2 separate regions of the Pan troglodytes genome follow, and region 2 is linked to region 1. The links are chromatin contacts, called in public Hi-C maps. All regions are on one chromosome and are shown on one strand. The core of a region is the stretch at or near the end of the contact, and the rest is flanking DNA. Distances in the headings are between cores, read along the strand shown.

Region 1 (6,954 bases), core at 2,157-4,656:
GAGAAAAAAGCAAAACAAAAAACAACAACAAGAAAACTATTCAGAAAAAGAGAAGCATGGCTCAGGTAAGGCTGTCTTTCGGGAATATCATTGACTTATGTCAGACTACAGGAAAATCTATTTCAACAGAGACAGGAAAAGGTAGAGGACCAAGGTGTGTTTCTCCTGTTGCTCTTTGCTGAGTGGCCTTGCTGAAGTGGCCACTCACTTATAGCATTAATTTTTAGGTTGAAGTCAAGTGAAGTTGAGGAACAGTAACAGTTTAGGATTTAAAGAGTATAGATCCTTTCCTAATAAAGTAAACTGAGTATCACTTGAAACTAGCTGATATTGATGTGGTGCATTATAGATCTCTGAGCGTAAGTCTGCAAGGTATCCCTAGCATTACTATGCCACAGCCTTCAAAGTAGTACTCTGAAAAAAAAAGAGTCACCAGGGGAACACATGATATTGTTCGGAACACGCATGGACGTGACAGACAGAGACCCAGAAGAATCATTTCCTGAACCAGAGCAGACACCTTAAGGGAAATCCTGCTGATCCCAATCCAGACACGATTTTGTTGGGGACATATTTCTCTATGATGTTTACTTAACCACTGTGTGAAATTCATGTTGTTCATCTTTAAAAATGTTGCTCTGAACATTTACTAGGGGAAGCTTATAGTGTGCTTCACGTATTTCCCATACACATCATCAACTACCACCATCAGCCCATTGTAAGATTTCTGTAAAAGGTCACACAGCATTTTTGTCTGGAAATGTGGAAAAGGAAGCTGAGCAAAATTTAGATTAATAGGTACGTGGGGGAGAAAACAGGCCTTGACTAAGTCTGAAAATAAGACTCTGAAAATTACAGATCCATTTCCTTTTTTTTTTTTATTTTTTGAGACTGGGTCTCCCTTTGTGGCCCAGGCTGGAGTGCAGCGGCATGATGCGGATCCATTTCTAATTGAATTTGAAGAAGAAAGTATGAAGGCAAGTTTGCCTCAAGGGAAAAATGAAGGGAGGAGATGTCCACTGCCACTAGGAATATTTCCTTTTCCGAGGTGATACACCATGGGGAGAATGGGAAGAGGATGCAAGCTCAGTTCAAACCCAAATGCAGCCTCTCCACTAACCACTCACTTTGCACAAGCTGCTAACTATCTCCCAGAGTTTGTTTCTTTGTCTGTAAAATGGGTATCATAATAGTTATTTACCTCAAAAGGGTTTTGTGAATAGTAAACATTCAGCCCAAGGACTGGTTCATGTTTATGGTAAGTTGATTATTATCATTACCATCATATTCATGAAGTGCCCAAATAAATGGAATCTGTAATTTCCTAGAAATGAATTTTGCAAATTTCCTGCTTCTGCTGAATTCTCTTTGGTGGCTTCCCCCATGTTTTTATCCAAAATGAACAATTGAACCTTTCATCTATGCAAAATATAATGAGAACCCAGCTACTTGGGAGTAATGGACTTTTACTAGAGATTTGAGGGACTAGGGATGGAGTGAAATGAGATCCCACAGAACAGAAAACAACTTAAAATTCAATCCTGGACATCACTTTTTTATGAGTCAGGACTTCTCAGAGGCCCTCTTTGCTCCCCTGCCTTGAGCCATGCTGGGAAGTCCTCATCCTCTCTCTTCTCTCTCCTTCTCTCCCAGTGCACACCCCTGGCCCCACTCCCTGAATCTTTGGTACCATCTAATGCACAGCAGAGCAGCTTTTCATCCCTCACCCCGACATTTGCATATCCCCAAATTCAAGAAACCGCCTCACTAAAGGAAGTCTCCAACTGCTTTGAATCTCTACCCTTCGCAATGACAAGGCCTGGAACAAGGTTGTAGAGGTGATCCGCGTGTGTTTACTTGCCCTGTGGCTGCTGCTAGGTCACTGCTGTCTGTCTCCTTGCATGTTGCATGTAACTGTACAGTGGCAGGAACATTCAATGTGCTCAGTAATAATGAGCTCCCTTTCCCTAACCCTCTTGCACACATCGTCCCCTAAATGACCAGATTTGAAAGTCATTTTGATTGAAATCCTGAGTGTGTGCAAAGAGCCTAAGAGGAAGCTGGGCCCCAAATGCTGAGAGACAAGGTCGATGAGGGCAGTTGGCCCAGGCCCAGGCAGAGGCCAGGGACAGGAGAGGGACTGTGAAAGAACTCTCTCTGAACAACCAACAAAGAGTCAGTGAGGAGTGGGTGGACCAACTGCACAGTGGGGAGGAAACGAGCCTGAGAGAGCAGCCACGCCTCTCCCCCATCTTCTCCATCTTCTCCCAGGGTGGCATCAAACTCCCCCTTCCAACAGCACTTTAAACACCAGTGCAGCACCTAGCAGGCCAAACCATGTGGATGAAAACAAATTAGATTCTTCCCTGCCCCACCCCAGCTGAAGTTTGCTGACTCAATTCATTCCCCCTCCTTTAGGTCTTCCTGTTTATGTTGTCATTTTGTTTTATTATTTATTTTTAGCCCTGATTTCGGAAGCTTTTATTCTGCTGGGCATTGGCAGGGTATCAACGGCACTGCTCTGCTCTGTGCTCTGAAAAGATCATTGTGCAGGCCTGGCCTCGGTCCCTGCAGAGACAGAACGCTAGTGTGAGCCACCTCATGCTGCCTCTTCACCGGCCTGGCCAGCCCTGGGCCTGCTGGTGTTCTCTGCAGGCCCCGCCAGCACAGCATTCATGTTCATGAATATTAGAAATAGAAGTGAGGTTAGATTTCGTGTGGTCCAGCCCTTCACCCTCCAATGGAGAAACTGAGACCCAGAGGAAAGGGTCAGTCGAAAGCCATATATTGAAGTAAGAGAGCCAGAGCCTAAACCTTGGTTGGACTCTCAACTTCTGTTATAATGTTCTATTCCATATGCTAAGGAATCACTTAAAGAACAAAACCATCATTTCCTAAATTACACAATAGGTGAAGACCAGAGTGCCTGATCCATTTTTATTATTTACATATTTTTTCTGGACTCTGAATGTACTTACATTCACACACACACACACACACACACAAACACACACACACACACACACACACACACACAAAGTCTGGGACATCAATAGGAACTCCTCTCATCGTTCCCACAGGTTATTCTCTTTGTTATTTTTTCTTCTTTAAAAAATTAAAAAAAAAAATGCTGTGAGCCGGTAGCAGCAACCTGGTGCGGCTTGCCTCCTTGGACAGGCTGCAGCAGCAATGAAGCAAGGGACACGCTTCAGTTCCCAGGACAATGGTCTCTTTGACTGGGAATATACCAAACCAGAATTACAAGTGTGCAAGAATAAACAAGGCTGGAGTCAATCTAAAGTTGTTTTACACTCTGTTTTATTAAAGTCAATGCATTTCCGTTCCTATGTGCCCAGCTTAGGCTTGCTTAATTATAGACACCCGGGGTGAATGCTAATGTAGAGAGGACAGTCGGTGATTGGAAAACAAGGCCCTTTTCTGACCTCTACAGGCCATTTGGAGGAAACAAGAAACTGCTTCTGGAAAATTACCGACCAGGAGGCACCGCAAACGGGGCTGAAGGAGGTTTCTCCTGGACGCCTCCTTGAAGCTCTGAGTTGGCTGGACTCACGTGTGTCCTGCTTTCCTGCAGCTCTGCTCTCCATGTGTAAGAGGCTACTGAGGCAACAGGTAGGAGGTCATTCTCAGGAGACCTTTGTAACGGAAATTAAGATCTCAACCATTCAACACATATTTATGGAAGTCCCACCACATCTTGGGCACGATGCTAGGCTCTCAGGATGTAGCAGTGAACAAAATTGTCTTTGTTCTCCAAGATATTACAGTCTTGGTGCAGTGGGGCGGTGGGGGGGAGGTGAAGAGGGGACAGCAAAGTCCACAGGCAATGCCATACAACAAAAGCTGTGACTGGGTTTCTCCAAGATGACAGTAGGAACTCAGAATCAGATCATGGGAGACTTCTTGGAGGAGCCTACATTTAAGCACATAATGGATAGATCTAGGCACATGGATGGAAGAAGAGGGAACAGAAGAGTAAGGTGCTTTCTGAGAATTGAAAGTAAGTTTTTATGACTTTAACAGGGGCTGATGTCAAGAGAAGAGACCAGAAAATTACGTAGTGGCTGGATCTGAAAAGGCTCAAGCACTAGGTCCTGTTTGCATTTTATCCTTAAGACCATGGGAGGTCACTGACAAATTATAAACCGCGAAAGTAGAAGCCGGTTTTCCTTCCCAATACTATCAGGCTGCACAGGGATGAAAGGGTTGGAAAGGAGGCACAACCAAAGGTGAGAAGAGTGGTAAGAAAACTTGAAGTCCAGGTGAGAACAGCGTTATCGAGTCTGATTCTTAGCTTTGGACTCCAACCAAAGCTAAGATTCACACTCAACAACATTGCAGATTCATCTGTTTAGTGAAGATCTGAGTACCTGCCTCGGCCAGACAGTGAGCTATGCATCTGGCACACAAATAAATCAAACAACACCAGTTTACTATCAGCATAATCAAGTTTAGGAATTTGGAGGTAGAGATTTTGTTGGGAGGAGATTTTGACTTTGAACCTGTTGAGTTTGAAGAGGAGCAGGAAGTTATGCAGAAATGTCCAGTAGGAGTTACTTGTATTTGAGTCAAGGATCTACAAGAACAACACACTTTCCTAGAGATGGAGACTTGCTCCATAACCTCTCAGAGGGCCCTTAGGGGTCTTTGAAGAAAGATGTTTTTCCTTGGAGAGCAAGTTTAAGAGTCCGATTGCCTGAGTTAAGGTTGTGATCTGCTACTTACTACCTGTATCATCTTAGGCTAGCCCTTAAATTCTTAATGCCCTCACTTATAAAGTGAGCATAACAACAGAGTTTAGCTCGTTGGGCTGAAGTTTTAGGCTTAAACATGATGACACCTGCGATGGTCTTAGACTATTATAGATACTAAGTGTTGCTAATTACCACGTTAGCTGTAACTGTGTTATGGTTCATATTCACCTCCTCTGGGGAAGTGGAGGGAGCATGAGTTAGGAAGTCAGATTTCCCCGGGAACAGATTCCAGCTCTATCATTTACTAAACGTGTCTCTTTAAGTATGGGTGCACTTCATTTTTAAAATGGCAATCATAATGTCCATTTATCCCATAGAGCTGGTACTGAGAGTGAAATGAGTCACTATGTGATTGTCTGAGCAGAGCAGAAACATAGGCAGATTTTTCCTCCTCTAATACCTCCCAAAATAACTTCCTCTTCAGAATGAAGTGTGGGTGGGGTCTGGTTGATAGTCTTCTACCCCAGGACATTCATTCATTTAACCCCCATACCCTGGATGTTTGGATGGCAGACCTGTCGGCCTCTCTGCTTCCTGTCCCGTCCCACAGCCAGTAGAGACAATGGAACTCAATGCCATGTCTTGCCCTGCCCTTCAAGACCAGGGCTACACTCAGACACTTTAACTGAATAGCTCCAAATAATTATGCTTAAGTGTTACTTATTTTGCCAGGAGCTGGTCATAATACTTATCTGATACCAAGAAATCATTTTAACCCCATAAGAGCCTAGAGACTATAAAAGATCATTGAAATCCCCCCATGTAGAATCATCTTTGCTTCAGCCTTTTTATTTACTTTTAGACAGAGTACAGGGTCTCACTCTGCCACCTAGGCAGGAGTGCAGTGGTGCGATCACGACTCACCATAGCCTCAACCTTCCACTTCCAGGCTCAGGTGATCCTCCTGCCTCAGCCTCCCTAGTAGCTGGGACTACAGGCATGCATCATCACGCCTGGCTATTTTTTTTCTTTATTTTTTGTAGATTCAGGGTCTAACTATGTTGCCCAGGCTGGTCTTAAACTCCTGGGCTCAAGGGATCCTCCCAGCTTGGCCTCCCATAATTCTGGGATTACAGTTGTGAGCCACCACGCCTTGCCTGCTTCAGCCTTGTAAACAGTCAGTGCTCTCCTCTGTTTAACTACTTGTCATAAGACCTAAATGTGGCTCATTCGGTAATTCTCTCATAGACTGTGTTCTCTACCAATGATACTGAACCCATTTTACTTTGCGCTGGAACTGGCCCAGAATATATACGCACTTCAAGTCCAGTTTATGTCACGTGCTAATGAGAGATGAGTCCTGTCTTCTACCCAAAATACCTTCATCTTGACATCTGTGTGACAGTAGAGCCTAAAATCATCAACTAGCTGCCCCTCACCCATATGAACATGTGTCATGTGTCTGAGGATCAACCTTCCCTCACTCATTGTTATGCTTAAAGCCCTGTGCCGTGTGTGTTTGTGTGTGTGTGTGTGTGTGTGGTGGGGAACTCAAACTCAGCTTCAGCTCCATTATGTTGAATTGTGTGTGTGTAATAGATGATTTTAAGTTATATGCAATTGTATCTTTTTATTATTAGGCACTGAAAGGTTGTAATAGAATCCATTTTTATCTCAAAATTCCCTTTTACCACTCTATTTTTTCTTTTCTAAAGAACACTTTTTATCAAGCATTGGTAGCATGAACCAAACTGCAACACAAACAAAAGAGGACATCTGTTGGGAAGACAGCAGCAGGCTCCAGAGCTGATGAATTATTTTTGCCCAGAAAAGCCCTCCTGGTGAGCACCAGGCTACTATGCATGTCTTTCCAAGACTAGAGAGTTTGGGGAGCTGGGGTGAGCTGTACCAGCAAGGCAAAACAAATCCATCATTTTAATGCAAATCCAAATGCTGAGATCCACCATGCGAGTCATTATTCTGTGGCCCTAACAAGGATGACTTATGTCAGGCATTTCCTGGGAGCTCCTTCTCTTGGCATAGGGCAGAGGCCTCCCTTAGCATATGAAATCGACTCTATGGCACCATTTTCCAGGCTGATAAATGAAAGGGTGTAATATGACCTTCCTTGTGTTGGCAGCCCTCAAGGTGAGCTTGTAACTCAGGGAGCAGGTTAATTTCAAATATTCTTGGTGGCTCCGAATCCTCTTTCTGGAAGGAAACGGAAGCCAATGTATGGAAT
Region 2 (6,954 bases), core at 1,129-3,628, 690 kb before region 1:
TATTTGCTTCCCAGAATGACCGTGCAGCTAGGAGAATGCTTTGTAGAATCGGCATCTATATTGTATAGGCTGAAATGTACCCCCATTTCACATTCCTATGTTGAAACCTAACCCCCCAGTACTTCAGCATGTAACTGTATTTGGAGATAGGGCCTTTAAAGAGGTGATTAAGTTATCCAATGTGACTGGCATTCTTATAAGAAGAGGCATGTTGGACACACTGAGAGACACAGGGATAGGGGCATACACACACAGAAGAAAGACCGTGCGAGGACACAGTGAGCAGGCGGCTGTCTGCAAGCCAAGGAGAGAGGCCTCAGAGGAACCTTCTGACACCTTGATTTTGGACTTCCAACCTCTAGAACTGAGAAAATAAATTTCTGTGGTTGAACACCCAGTGGTATTTTGTTATGGTAGACTTAGCAAGTTAATGCATATGTACCATGTGCATTGTCGTTTTCTTTTATTCTCTTTAATTGCTATGCAATACTGTTACCTTCCAAGACCAGTATTTTTTTTTTTCCTTTTGTTTCTGATACAGCTCTGTTATGGACCCTATCCATCCTAGCAGCCTTACTCAAAGGATGACCCCAGGAAATGCATAGTCCTTCCAGGGTCCCTAAATCTCCTGATGGGACAATCAATAGTAGATTTCAATTCTCACTAAAAGTATTTTTCAGTTTGTCACTCAGTCATTTTCAAATGTTTAATGAGTGCCTACTATGTGTCAGGCTGTCATGGGCACTTGAATAGTTAAAAGAAGAGAAATCAAAATTAATGCCAAATTACTCTGCAGCCATTAGACAGGAAGGGTTACAGAACGTATTTCCTTCTAAGCATTTTGGGGAAAAAAATACAGTTTCCACTAAATCTAACAGTACTCCTCTCCCTCACTCAAATGGTTCTACCACCACCACCATTTGAAATGTGTACAGTCTTATTTGGAGTGCAAGCAGTTGGAATATCAATCAATTAATACATCATTTGATCAGCAAATATTAATGTTCCATATGAAACAGCAGCAACAAACAAGAGTATAAGGCAGGAAACTTGCCCTCAGGGAACTTCTACAAATTTCTGAGAGATGCAAGATAGAAAATTAGAAGAGATGTCACAAGGCAAGACATGTATATTTAGTGCCATGCCATCACTGGGTTGATTACCTCTTGGTTACTTTTAACTTGATTTCCCCAAGCTCTTATTACTTTACTCTTTCTGCTCCCCCACTTCCTCCTCCCTTCCTTTTGTGTCTGGCAGTATCATTGGCTCCTCCCCATTCTCCTGTTAATATTGAACCATAGTGTCTTTCTACCACCTTCCATTCTACTCATGTAGCTGTTAAAGGTACACATACATCTCAAAGCTGTGGTGACAAATATGAGAAAATGAAATTGAAGGGCTGATTTCAAAAGAAATGAAGGCCAGAATAACCCAGAGTAAAAAAAAGGTCGTAGCATTAGGTCATAGCAGCCAGAAGCAGCCCATGCAGGAAAAAAATCGTTGGAGCGCAAGGGTGGTTGAAAAGAGAACTTGAAATAAGCATTTATATTTATCTTTGTTAATGGCCGGAGAATGCAAGGGTTCTGGAGAGGGCCAGCACTATCACTGCAATGTACGGAAGCTGAGTCACCATTTCGGCATAGGGATCGTTTTTTAAAACTGATAAGGAAGGGTTTGTGAATGACTTCTGTTTCTGAATCAGAATTAGAAATTAGAAAGGGTGCATAGTTATTACTATTCACATGGTAATAGCAATCACATATGTGTGGTAATTAGGTTGTCAATTTGGCATTAGCAGGTAAGAAAAAGGGTAAACTTGCTGGGGTGTGTCAGACTACAGTTGGGGCAACAGAAGCTGAATGTAGAGTACAAATCATTCCTGTGCCTCATTAGGGATGCCCCTGCCAAAGGGAAAGGAAGCCCGGGCCTGACAGGCGTGGGATCCTGGGACAAGGGCCACTCAGTCAGGACCCATCACACACCAAGAAGGCTCATTCCCAATCTCTTTCTCTCACTCACTCTCTCTGGCTCAACAGTGACCCCTCTTTTCAAATATATGTCTTCTTCCTGCTCCACTCTACTCTCTATAGCCCGGTTTCCTTGGTCTCCTCTTATTTTTCTGCTCTCATTCCCAATCTCTTTCTCTCTCACTCACTGTCTCTGGCTTGGTAGTGATCCCTGTTTTTAAAAATGTGTTAAATATATGTTTTGCTGCAGTTCCACTTTCCTTTCTATAGCCTGGTTCCCTTGGTCTCCTCTTATTTTTCTGCTCTCTTAAATCTTCAGTACACACAGGGCTTTGCTTTTCTTGGTGCTGACTGCAGCTCTAACTCTACATAACCCTTGGACTAGCATCTCTGCAACTGGGTGGGTCAATTCCCCAGTGATCCAATCACAAATCCCCAGGCAAATTTGCAGAGTCACAGCTTATGGAAAATTTAGGCTCTGAAGTCTGCTTGTGAGACAAAAAGTAGACTTGGCAAATCTCTTTAGAAGCACTTCACTGGAAACTGACACATTGCTTCTTAGTGAGTCAGATCCAGCTGTGTTATCCTCTAGTATTGGGCTAGCATGATTTCCTGAGTATGAGATGAAATTGTTAGTTTCCCTTTAGTAGGCAAACTTTATGAAACATGGGCATTGTAAACAGGAGCAGGACCCTTAGCTTGGTGAGATGCCTGTATTCTCAGAGGTGCTTAGAAAACAACACAGACTCGGGGGGGAACAGTGTGTTCATATCAGCTATATCTCCTTAATGAATGGGATGGTGCTAGGAATCTCCTGTGCAACTACAATTATTTTTCTTTTTCTTTGTCTCCCTCCACCTTAATGTACACATTTGCATTCCTTAATGTGATGTGAGTCCACTCTAATGGGCTCCATTTACTCAGGAGTCTACCTTGTGGCTGAGCAAAATGAAGGTGAGCGCTCAGAGGCCTGGCAGATGATTCAGCAGTGAATCAAAAAGGAGAGGTTCACAGAGAGGTTGGAAATGGGGAGCAGCACCCCACATAAACCTCTTAGAATGATGCCAGGAGAGTTTTTATTAGGGGATAATGAAGTGTGACTTTGTGGATACCAAGTGACTACTAGCAGACAGATTCTTCTAAGGGTGATGAGTTGGGGGTGGGGGTGAGTGATTATCCTAATTGTTCTTATTCTTAAAACAGACTAAGAACGCTTATACCTGGCCTCTTTTCCACTCTCAAAAGCCAGTTTCTCAGAATTCAAACTAATAACTGTGTGTAAGTTTAGATAAGTAGAAGTCTCATGTAAGGCTATTCAGCACAGCAACTGTGAATCCAGATGCTGAGGTTGGATAGATCTGACTGCCACACGCGCTGTAATTTTAGACAAATTGTTTAACCTTTCAAAGCCTCAGATTTTCCACTATAAAGTGGGCATTGTTAAGACTTACCATCCAGTGGTCTTGCAAGGATTAAGTGAGATAATGCACAATTCCTGGCACATCATACATGACAGTATGCATCAGAGTTCATAAAAACTAATTTAAGCCTTGGTGTCTGTGGTGGTCTTTGGAAAATAAGGAAGAGGACAGGAGACAGGCACATGGTTTAGGAGACCGGGCAGGACAACGTTTGTGATGTGCATCTCTGTGCAGTTTCACTGGCCCTGTGCTCAGAAGGTCTTATCAGGCAGGACATGCCATAAGTTTGAAGGGCCGCCAGGGGCCCATCTGAGGCTAAACCTTTCTTTGTGCAAAGTTAATCCCTGACAGCATAGAAAAGCAATGAGAAAAAATTGCAAAAGGAAAAAAAATGTGACTTAGTGAGTGATGGAAATAGAAAGGGGCGGGGGGAAGTAAGAGAAAAGCAACAGCTCTCCAAGGACTCCAAGGAGGGAGCTGGAAAAGTGTGGTACATGAACAGACACTGGGAGGGCAAGAGAGGGCTTACCTGTTTAAATAAATCAGAGCTGGCATTTATTATAACGATTGCTAGAGACAATAAATACAAATCACACATCAGGCCAGGTACGGTGGCTCATGCCTGTAATCCCAGCACTTTGGGAGGCCGAGGTGGGCGGATCACGAGGTCGGCGGATCACGAGGTCAGGAGTTTAAGACCAGCCTGGCCAACATGATGAAACCCCATCTCTACTAAAAATACAAAAAGTAGCCAGGTGTGGTGGCGTGCACCTGTAATCCCAGCTACTCAGGAGGCTGAGGCAGGAGAATCGCTTGAACCCGGGAGGCGGAGGTTGCAGTGAGCCGAGATCGTACCACTGCACTCTAGCCTGGGTGACAGATTAAGACTCCGTCTCAAAAAAAAATCAATCAATCAATCACAGACCAGTTATTATGGATGATATTACAAAGACTGTACTAATAGCAACTGCCTGTGGCACCTTTAGTGTCCTTGTCTTCTGCTCTTCCCTGCTATCCCTGGTGACCTGTTTGGAAGATTTGAATCAGCCTTTCAAGGGTTTTTCCTGAGTCTCCCATTTCTCTCTAGCACTCCCCTCCTACCTACATGTTTGTCTCCTAGCTTTCACTCCACCTCACCACTGCACACACCCTTGCACACAGAGACATACATGTTCACTCACACATACACGTGCCCACTCTCACTTTGGGCGCTTCTCAGATTCACTGTATTTACTTGGCGAGCTCTTTCTTCACCATGTTCATAGGAGGCCATTTGGCCTAAGATGTATTTCCTTTTACCAAATGCCATCTTCATCAAACCTGCATCTCTAATTCACCTTCAGAGAAAATCTCTCAGGCCTCATCTATAGCAATCACCATTCACTTTTTCTACTCCCACAGCTGGGTGCCTCATAGTTACTGGAACTTAATAAATATGAAATAGTTGGAATAATTGACCCCTTATCACCATTTATCAGAAGCAGCTTTTCCTACCTCTAAGTCTTCCCTTAAAAGGAAGGGCCTGCCACTCAGGCCTTCCAGTTCTCTAAGCAAGAAAAGCAAAGTCCCTGGAGATGATAAACTGTTCCAAAAGCTTCAGCCCTCACATGCCTGCTTCCCTCTTTGTGAGTGTAGAGAAGAATGAGAAGCAGCCCACTAATTCAGCAGTAATACAGTGTTTTCCTTTGCAATGTCCTTGATTTTATTTTGTAGTGATTCTTCAACATCACAGGTTAAAGAGGTACGTTTGCTATGGGATGTCTCTAGGCAAATCGAGTGAGCAAAACTATTTAGTCCCCTCCTCTTTGTCCTTACTGAATCTCTTCCTTTTCCTTTAACACCACTAGATCCTCCGATTTCCTGTCTAGGCTCCACTCTCTCAGTTTGCCTTAGCATATGCATCTGATGGGTTCTAGTACCTGGCATTGGCTTATGGCCAGCTTTTCAAACACATCTATCATTCTCAGTGCTCTGATCAGACACATAGGGCAGGTATCATCATCATCATCAACATCATCTTATAAAATCTCGATCATTTTACAGTTGTGAAAACTGAGACCAAAGTAATTGGGATAAATTAATCAAAATGCAAATTCAGACTTCCGATCCAGATTTTTTCCAAATTGATTTCCTTCATCTTTAATGCTGAAGGCAGAGATGGCAAATATATGGCGTTCTTGTAGCCACTTTCTACTCTGGTACCCACTATAACTGTTCTAGTTAGTTTTCTTGTTCCTTCCTAAAGTGCCTTGGATGGCTTAGAAACACTTGTAATATTGTTCTGGATAATCACTATCAATTGAACAAAGATGGCAAGTAAATTAACACACAATTTTCACTCTTAGCTGAGGTCAGAACTTCCCAAGTGATATTGGAAGTAAGAATTCTACAGAGCAAAGGCTTTCAAATGTCATAGGATGACTTAGTTGGAGGAGCATCAGGGGCAAATGCAAGGGAACTAATTTGTTTTTTTGAGATGGAGTTTCACTTTTGTCATCCAGGCTGGAGTGCAGTGGCCTGATCTCGGCTCACTGCAACCTCCACCTCCCAGGTTCAAGTGATTCTCCTGCCTCAGCCTCCAGAATAGCTGGGATTACAGGTACCCACCACCACGTCTGGCTAATTTTTGTATTTATAGTAGAAACGGGGTTTCACCAGTTTGGCCAGGTTAGTCTTGAACTCCTGACCTCAGGTGATCCACCCCTCTCGGCCTCCCAAAGTGCTGGGATTACAGGTGTGAGCCACTGTGCCTGGCTACAAGGGAACTAATTTTAATGAGTGCCTATGGTTTTTGTAGACTTTGTGTTAATTCTGCTTATAACCTATTGAGATAAGCAATGTTATTTCTGGTTTTCAGTTGAGGAAACTGAGGCTTAGCATTGAAGTCACTTACCCAGACATGGAGTCAAACAAGAGATGGAGTCTGAATTACATGCAACATTTGAGCCAGAAGCTCTGCCATAAATCTGCCCTCACCCACTCTCTTCCCAGCCCTTCAAACTGAACTTCTTTGCATCTTATTGTAATAGCATGCATCTCAACATTAAAAGAGAACAGCTGTAGAAAAAAAAATATGGGGCAGAGAAAAGAGATAAGTACAGTCACAATGTCAGGATTTGTTGTGTGTGATCTTGTGTATAAAGGTATGAAGCCAGAATTAGCTCTTTTTTCCCCAAGAACTGTGTGTGTTTAAGTATTATCCTGCACAAGTATGTAAATTTTAAAACCCATTTCTCAATCCTTTTTCTATTTCCTTGAAGATACCCTTATAATACCATGCATGTGTGTGTGTGACACTTTTCCCTTTGCTGCTCTGCAGTTAGTGGATCAGGATCAACGATTGTGGCAGGAGGAGGAGGAGGAATAGAAAAGAATATCAAAGGCTCTATCAGCCGCCCAGTATTGATTAAACACTTTCTGTGTATCTTCCATTGTTCTAGGCACTGTGGGCACCACAGAGAGTGTAAGACAGGGTCACTTCTTTCTGAGACATTATAATGAGCTTAATTTCAAAGACCTTAATATCTGGTAGAAAAAAATAATGTCTGAATTAGGAAAGTAATAGA

What was found. Hi-C and Micro-C count contacts between places; a contact is called where the count stands out from the background.
Region 2: a contact with region 1 is called in a Hi-C map of stem cell-derived neural progenitor cells, with 2.3 times the contacts expected there. The contact joins two enhancer-like sites. A contact is called at or near these places in 3 of 7 Hi-C or Micro-C datasets (induced pluripotent stem cells and stem cell-derived neural progenitor cells).

The regions. Positions count from the first base shown.
Region 1 is chr16:78,709,008-78,715,961 of NHGRI_mPanTro3-v2.0_pri, reverse strand. AGBL1 (AGBL carboxypeptidase 1) reads right to left here. Exons shown (of 23, transcript XM_009429779.4): 23 at 3,623-6,954. Among named protein-coding and RNA genes, the nearest start is that of AGBL1, 840 kb to the right of the region's middle. Within about 2 kb of position 3,406, at least 14 of the 24 cell types and tissues checked have an H3K27ac peak or open chromatin away from gene starts, as enhancers often do. A contact at or near this core is called in stem cell-derived neural progenitor cells, where this site is marked.
Region 2 is chr16:79,396,990-79,403,943 of NHGRI_mPanTro3-v2.0_pri, reverse strand. No RefSeq gene overlaps it. Among named protein-coding and RNA genes, the nearest start is that of NTRK3, 650 kb to the left of the region's middle. Within about 2 kb of position 2,378, at least 3 of the 24 cell types and tissues checked have an H3K27ac peak or open chromatin away from gene starts, as enhancers often do. A contact at or near this core is called in stem cell-derived neural progenitor cells, where this site is marked.